2 separate regions of the Salmo salar genome follow, and region 1 is linked to region 2. A link is a contact called in public Hi-C data. All regions are on one chromosome and are shown on one strand. The core of a region is the stretch at or near the end of the contact, and the rest is flanking DNA. Distances in the headings are between cores, read along the strand shown.

The links. A called contact is a pair of places that touch in the nucleus more often than the background predicts.
Region 1: a Hi-C map of gill shows a contact between it and region 2, with 2.5 times the contacts expected there. The contact joins the promoter of LOC106600826 here to the promoter of ttc7b in region 2. A contact is called at or near these places in 2 of 3 Hi-C or Micro-C datasets (gill and muscle).

The regions. Positions count from the first base shown.
Region 1 is chrssa01:35,504,382-35,507,478 of Ssal_v3.1, forward strand. It overlaps LOC106600826 (serine/threonine-protein phosphatase 2A regulatory subunit B'' subunit gamma), which reads left to right and starts at 1,280. Exons shown (of 12, transcript XM_045694748.1): 1 at 1,280-1,288; 2 at 1,692-1,724; 3 at 1,925-2,014; 4 at 2,016-2,030; 5 at 2,165-2,277; 6 at 2,372-2,423; 7 at 2,656-2,715. The coding sequence starts at 1,280. It overlaps prorp (protein only RNase P catalytic subunit), which reads right to left and starts at 1,399. Exons shown (of 8, transcript XM_045717297.1): 1 at 1-1,399. The coding sequence starts at 840.
Region 2 is chrssa01:35,367,935-35,371,349 of Ssal_v3.1, forward strand. It overlaps ttc7b (tetratricopeptide repeat domain 7B), which reads right to left and starts at 2,132. Exons shown (of 21, transcript XM_014193280.2): 1 at 1,930-2,132. The coding sequence starts at 2,050.

The sequences.
Region 1 (3,097 bases), core at 30-2,529, 140 kb after region 2:
ACCACACTGGAACAGGGCCTGCCATGTCTCCTGGTTGGGAATGAGGCCCTTCTCCATCAGCTCAGCATACAGGGCCCAAGCAGTGTCACCGTCACCATGCAGCACCGCCCCAGCGATGGTATCGCCGTAGTTACGCGGTGATGGCGTGATAGCCCTCTTGATGTTCTCCAGAATGGTCAGCGCCTCCTTCCAGCGTTCTGTCCTGCTGAAGCCTTTTATGAACAGGCTGGAGGCTCCAGTGTCTAATGTCCTGAACCGGCTCCTCATGATATCATACATGTCAAACACCTCAGAGTGGTGGCCGCTGCCGACACACAGGGTGAGGTACCGCAGTAGCAGCTCGTAAGACAGCGTACCGGTATCCATGGCAACATAGGCCAGCAGGGACTTGGCCACGTTGATGTCTGTCCCATCGGCCAGCATTGATGAAATCATCCGGACGTCAAAGCGATCAGGATTCGGTGAAGTCAATTTTAGGCTCTTCCATTCTGAGGCAGTGAGAGGGTGGTCTGGGGGTTCCACTCTCTTGTTCTTTCTGGGGAAGTCTGGTTCCTCCTCAGCCCTCTTCTTTTGGTACTCAGCAGTTCTCTTGGCTGTCCCAGCAGCAAACACTGACTTGGGAAAAGGGAGCCTCTCTCTGATATTGAATTCCCTCTGTCTGTCCTCTTTCCTATTGTTACCTGCATGTCTACTCCCTCCTTTAGTGCATAAAAGTCTGGAACTAACTGATAGCTTGCTAATCACATTATTCAGGGGAGTAAAGCCAGCAGTGCTTGGATTAAAGAGTGGGCTAATGTATTTCAGACATATTCTTGTTTTTAATATCAGGAGGGAGCTCATAGTTAGTAACAATATACTACTACTGTACACTGTCAGATGTGCTGTCTCATGTCTGTGTTGAACAAAAAAAACAGTCAAGTGAAGTCAGGGATACTTTAAGAAACGAGGTTCAAACTAATTAGCTAGCTAGAGACTTTAATTGACATTGCCTATAAACAAACAACCAGCTTGCCGGTTTTATTATTTCGATAAGGAGTCCGGAGACCCAATATCTACATGCACTTGTTTTGGATGATAATTTGGCTAAATAAATGTAGCTAAATAACACTTTACGGAGTATTCACCTGCAGAAGAAGGCATGCCTGTGATCAGAAAGTCGCATATCATGACGTCACAATCGTGTGACATTTCAGTTCAGAGGTCACGTCGATAGCCGACCAATCCCAAGCGAGCTACGATTGTTTAGAGATTTTAGAGACGCTGGAGTTAAGAAGTTATCATGACTTTGGTTTGCTAGTTTTCATGTTATTACGAACAAACAGAAGTAAAATGTCAAACGATAAGTTAGTGCACTGGAAAGAGCTTTTGAAAAGAAGATTGGCATCCTCCATGAATGGTTTGCTGCATCCATATATTGGTTGTGTTTATTTAACTAGCTAGCTAGGCAAATTTCATAGAAACCTGAATAGCTAGTTAACGTTGCTTCTTTATTTTTGAGTAAGAAGTACCTATTCAGCTAGATAACTAACTACAGGTAGCCACACTAGCCATCTACCCACGTATTTCAATGATTGAACCTTCACACAGCCTTATTGTGTCAACCTGTTACGTTGACTTATCAATTTCTGTTCAGATCAGAGGGCTGAGGAGAAGAAAGTAGACGAGACAATACTCTTTACTAAAGAGCACAGAACTACAAGAACATTCCACGCTTCTACTACAGGGCAAGCAATTGCATTTTCTGACAATCTCTAACATTCTAACTAAACATTTTAACTAATCAACAATTTTTTAACAGCTTTATAGCCTAAAATAATTATGATATTATTGACGTTTTCTATCATTAGCCTGCTTCTGTTTTACTTTTTTGAGGGGCTGAAAGGATCATGTTTAATGAAGTCTTTTATCTTTGTGACCCATATAGCTTCCTGCAGAGGATTAAGTTCTCAGACAGAAACTGCTAGAGGAGTCCAGAGCCATCTTTCTGCAGAGGAAGAGCCTGGAGCTTCTGAACAAATGAGGAGTTACAGGTGAGACTAACATCTGGCAGAATCAAACAAATGTTTATTAAAATAGAAAGCTTTACAAGCACCGGAAAAGTGCATAAGTCTATTCAAGTAATCAAACCTAATTATTTTACCAAAATCTTCTTTCTGTTATATAGATCCTGTGGTTTCTGCTGGACAAACACCAAGTGTCATCCATGACAGGAGATGAGGCGATGATAAGCTATGACTGTTTTCTGAACTTTGGAGACAAAGCAGGAGTAAAGTGCAAGTGAGTACTCTGCATATTAGTCGTTTTGGAGCCACAAAGTTTTGTGCTAATCTTGAGCAGAATTACCTCTGTGTACATTCACATTAGCCCAAAGGCTGGTGTTAAAAGGCGACATGAATGCCGTGATGATGAGACATAGTGTATTTGTAAGCTAGGGGTTTATTCAACATGATGTAAAGGCTGTTGAGTTCCATTTCATTCTTAAACGGAAGATGTAGTTCATAGGCCTTTCGCTCTGCCGCTCTGCTTCAAAAGAATTAACTACAACTAAACAGAATTCAACAGCTTTTACATCACGTTGCAGAGCGTTTAGAGCAGGTCTGGGCAATTCCAGTCCTCGGGGGCCTGATTGGTGTCACACTTTTCCCCCATCCCTAGCAAACACAGCTAGGGCTGAGTCTCCATGACATGGCCGGACAGGGTTACCTCTGCGAGTCTGTAAGCTCTCTACCTACTATTATACTTTCAGACCAAAAGCTTGTGTTGTTGGCTCCTTACTGAAATAGGGATATCCCTTCCCTCCTTACTTTCTCATGATTCCAATTGAGGTTGCCCATTTGTGCCTTTCAGAGATGTGAAAGATGATATGTACTATGACCTTGAGGCAGGAACCAACCTCTTGTGAAGTATCTCTGGTTACAGTAAATGGTTTTCTTATTCACTGTGACATCATGTTTTTCTCAGTGACCCTTTTACCTTTGGATAACCATTCTGTATTGCTGTCTTTTCCAGCAAAGAGACAAATGTTATGACTTTTGGGGTGTAAATTGTCCAAGTAGCCCCAGATTTGTGCACCTCTATCGCTTGGTTGCGTAGTTGC
Region 2 (3,415 bases), core at 882-3,381:
ATGAATCCTATATCTTTAAAATGGCCAATTTGGGGGCAATCAATTAGTTTCATTTCTTAGAGATGAAATATAATTTGAACAAAATAATATGTTTCAGGAATGCTAATCTTATGTTTCTAACTACAGAAACTACTTTAGAACAATCTGAGATGGTGGGTGTCGAAATCCTCTCGCTTGTCCTTTTTGAGGTGGAATGACTCAGGGATAAGAGCGAAGAGAGGGCAATAGTACTGGCGTCTTTTTGTAGGCACTAACTTCGCCATGGTTCGTTGGACAAAGCCATTGGGGAAATGAATGGAGTTTTTGTACGGTTTTGGGATAAATGCCGAAAATATGGTCTCTGTTGAACCCAGGTTTAGGAGATCTTACACGTTTTGTTCTACGAGATAATTTTCATGAGCAAACCTCACTTTGTGAATTATGAAGCATTTACTGTATGTAATCAAATTAAAAAAAACAAAGCACATAAAGGCTTCATTATTCATGAATATCATGTTAACTGACATACTATAGCAAAGAACAAAACGTATAAGATCTCCTAAGCCTGTGTTAACCTCAGACCTTATTTTCGCCATTGATCCTAAAACCCTATTCTTTTCCCATATGAATGGCTGAACGAACCAGAAGTAACTCATTTCCGGTTATAAGGACTACAAATTGGCGAGCTCTAAATTGGGAGGACCAAAACTGCTGGTTGGAACTGGGCAGGCTAACTCTCTCATTCTCCTTGATGCAAAAAGACAATTCACTACACATTGAGAAGCCTGGTGTGGTGCAATGTTTGTAAGACTAGAAGAAGATTATAGGCCTTGGTTTGTACAAGATTAGTAGTATTATTCAACCCCTCAATGCCACACTTTTTATCATTTTAAGGTGACTTGTAGGCTAATCCAGTTTGTTATGAGTTTAACTGGCCCATTATGCATGACAGGAGAGTGAGACCCTCTGGTCTGACTGACATAGGTATGCCTGTCAATTTACATCAACAAACATACATTAATTCCAAAATAACATATTTCAAGGTGAAGTCAGCAATATGACATCATCATACCATCTCAGTGACTTCCTGCTTACAGGTTTTCCACTAGTTACCACAGTCACAAAGTACAGATTGTCTATATCGTAAAACCTATGAAAACAGAAACGTGCTTTTTAGTCTTCATTTAGGGTTAGGAATAAGGTTAGTAGTGTGGTTAAGATTAGGTGTCAAATTAGATTTTAAGAAGATACATTTTAGAAATAGGCAGGTTCATGACTTTGTGGCTGTGGTAACTAGTGACGACCAACGGAACCCAAATCTGCCAAGAACGCAAATATTTCTCCCCTCCTTGAGGGATACTCATTGCTCAAAGATTTCAATTGAGTTTTTGTTGATTTCATTAAGTAGTTAGTCGCCCCGATGTTATGATGTCATTGATATGCAGCCAGGAGTACAAGTAACGTTCGATTCTTAAACAATGTTTATGGAGTCTACCTTATGCAACTGGTAAGACAGCTAGCTAGCTCAGTGAAATATTTTACAACATTTTCCTGGGTGAGAACGTTCAACCAGTATGCATAGCGCCGGGAATACTCTCTGCCCAAGACAAGTTTAGCTAGGCACACGGTGGTAGCTAGGCTGGCTAGCCCTGGTTTAAATTACAGAAAACTGTCAAAACAAGAAATAGGAAGTGAGCGCGTATGCACACTCAAATGAGCTTTGGTGTTTTCGATAAATAGTTATAAGCCATTACGGTTTTTCAAGATAATTATTTCGTTTTTACAGATGACCTAGAAATGGCTGGCTAGCTGGAACCAACTCGCAATGGAAATTGCATTCACGTTGACGTGGTTAAGAAAGCCCTTGGATTCTGCTCCCTGTCCAGGCCCCAAATCGCTGAATGAACCGCAGAGCAAAAGTAAATCACGAATCGCAGACATATTTCTTACCGTTTGATATTAGTTTGGCAGACAACTGCCGTACAAGCTCTGGTATCTTGTCCCATTGCCCTTCCGAACGGCATCGTTCTATCTCGGTCTCGAGTCGTGACCCAGACTTTCTCGCTGTCATCTTCAGACTCCGGCGTTAGCAGAGACCAAAACACGACAGCCACGAATCATCAGCTGCGGTACGGGTTGGAATGGAAACAGCGACACCCCCGGTAGCTGTCACTCTCACATCTGTCAGATGTTGAACTGTCAATGTTTTTTTTTATTCAGGTTTTATTGCCATTTTCAAAAATGCATGTAAGGACATATTCATAGCTATGTATTATATCACCATGTTTGTTGTGTTTAGCCAACTGTTCTAATGTTTACAATGTACAACCAGGCAGTCATGATGAAATAGAAATACTTTAATACCACACATTCATATTGATACTTTATCCCAAAAGGCTTTACTACATGCTGAAATCTTGCTTCCAAACATATCCCTTCCAAGTAAGTTTTAAGAACAAAACAGTTCATTCTTTTCACACTAACATTCACATTAGTGCCCTACAATACACATTTAAAATATTGAGCTTATTCTTGGCAGTAGAGTTTGGGCAAGTAAAAAAGCCTTCTAACCCAAGTCATATGAATAATAACACTTGGCTGTTTAGGTAGGAGAAACTGGCTGTGGTAGACTGTATTGCTAGAACTTTTATCTATTGGAATCTCCAAACTACTCCAGCTCTCTATGGTTTAGGGGCATATCTTTAGTAAAACCTGCTCAATATAAAAGGTTAAAACATGCAGGCCCACTTTATTTTGTACATTAAAATGATGCTCCAGAGCTTTTGTATAATTTGAGCCAGTAGTTTTAAAATTAGTTCTCATGAACCAAACAGGTCCCTGAAAATTGTGCACAATTGTGTATTACATCATCCACTTAAGATCCTGGACTACATCTTTAAGACACATATTGGTTCTGCTCTAGGCAACACACAGCATCTCAAAGTGCAGTATGAGTGTCATTAAGACAGACGGCAAGAAACAAATGAATACTACATTGGAAGGTGCAAGACATTTAGCCAACTTAAAGATATAGACAGTCATTTCAGGTACCCTACCAGTAATGTAATAGGTGATTAAAAAATACAAGTAGAACTGGCAGAGACGGGTATGGCAAGAGAGAATAATGGATATTTGGCAAGGTTACAGTACATTGGAGGCTGATATACTGTAACTTTCTATAGATCTAACAGTGTTGGTCCATTTATATTTTACATTTAAGCTATGGCTTTGAGCTACTGTTGAGGCAAACCTGTAGAAAATCAGAGTCTGGAAATTCATTTTCTCCATATCTGTTTTTATCTTGCCCACTAAAGATGGCATTGGAACATACAGTGAGCTCCGAAAGTATTGAAACAGTGACCATTTGTTGTTTTGGCTCTGTACTCCAGCACTTTGGATTTTAAATTATACAATGACTATGAGGTTAAAGTGCAGA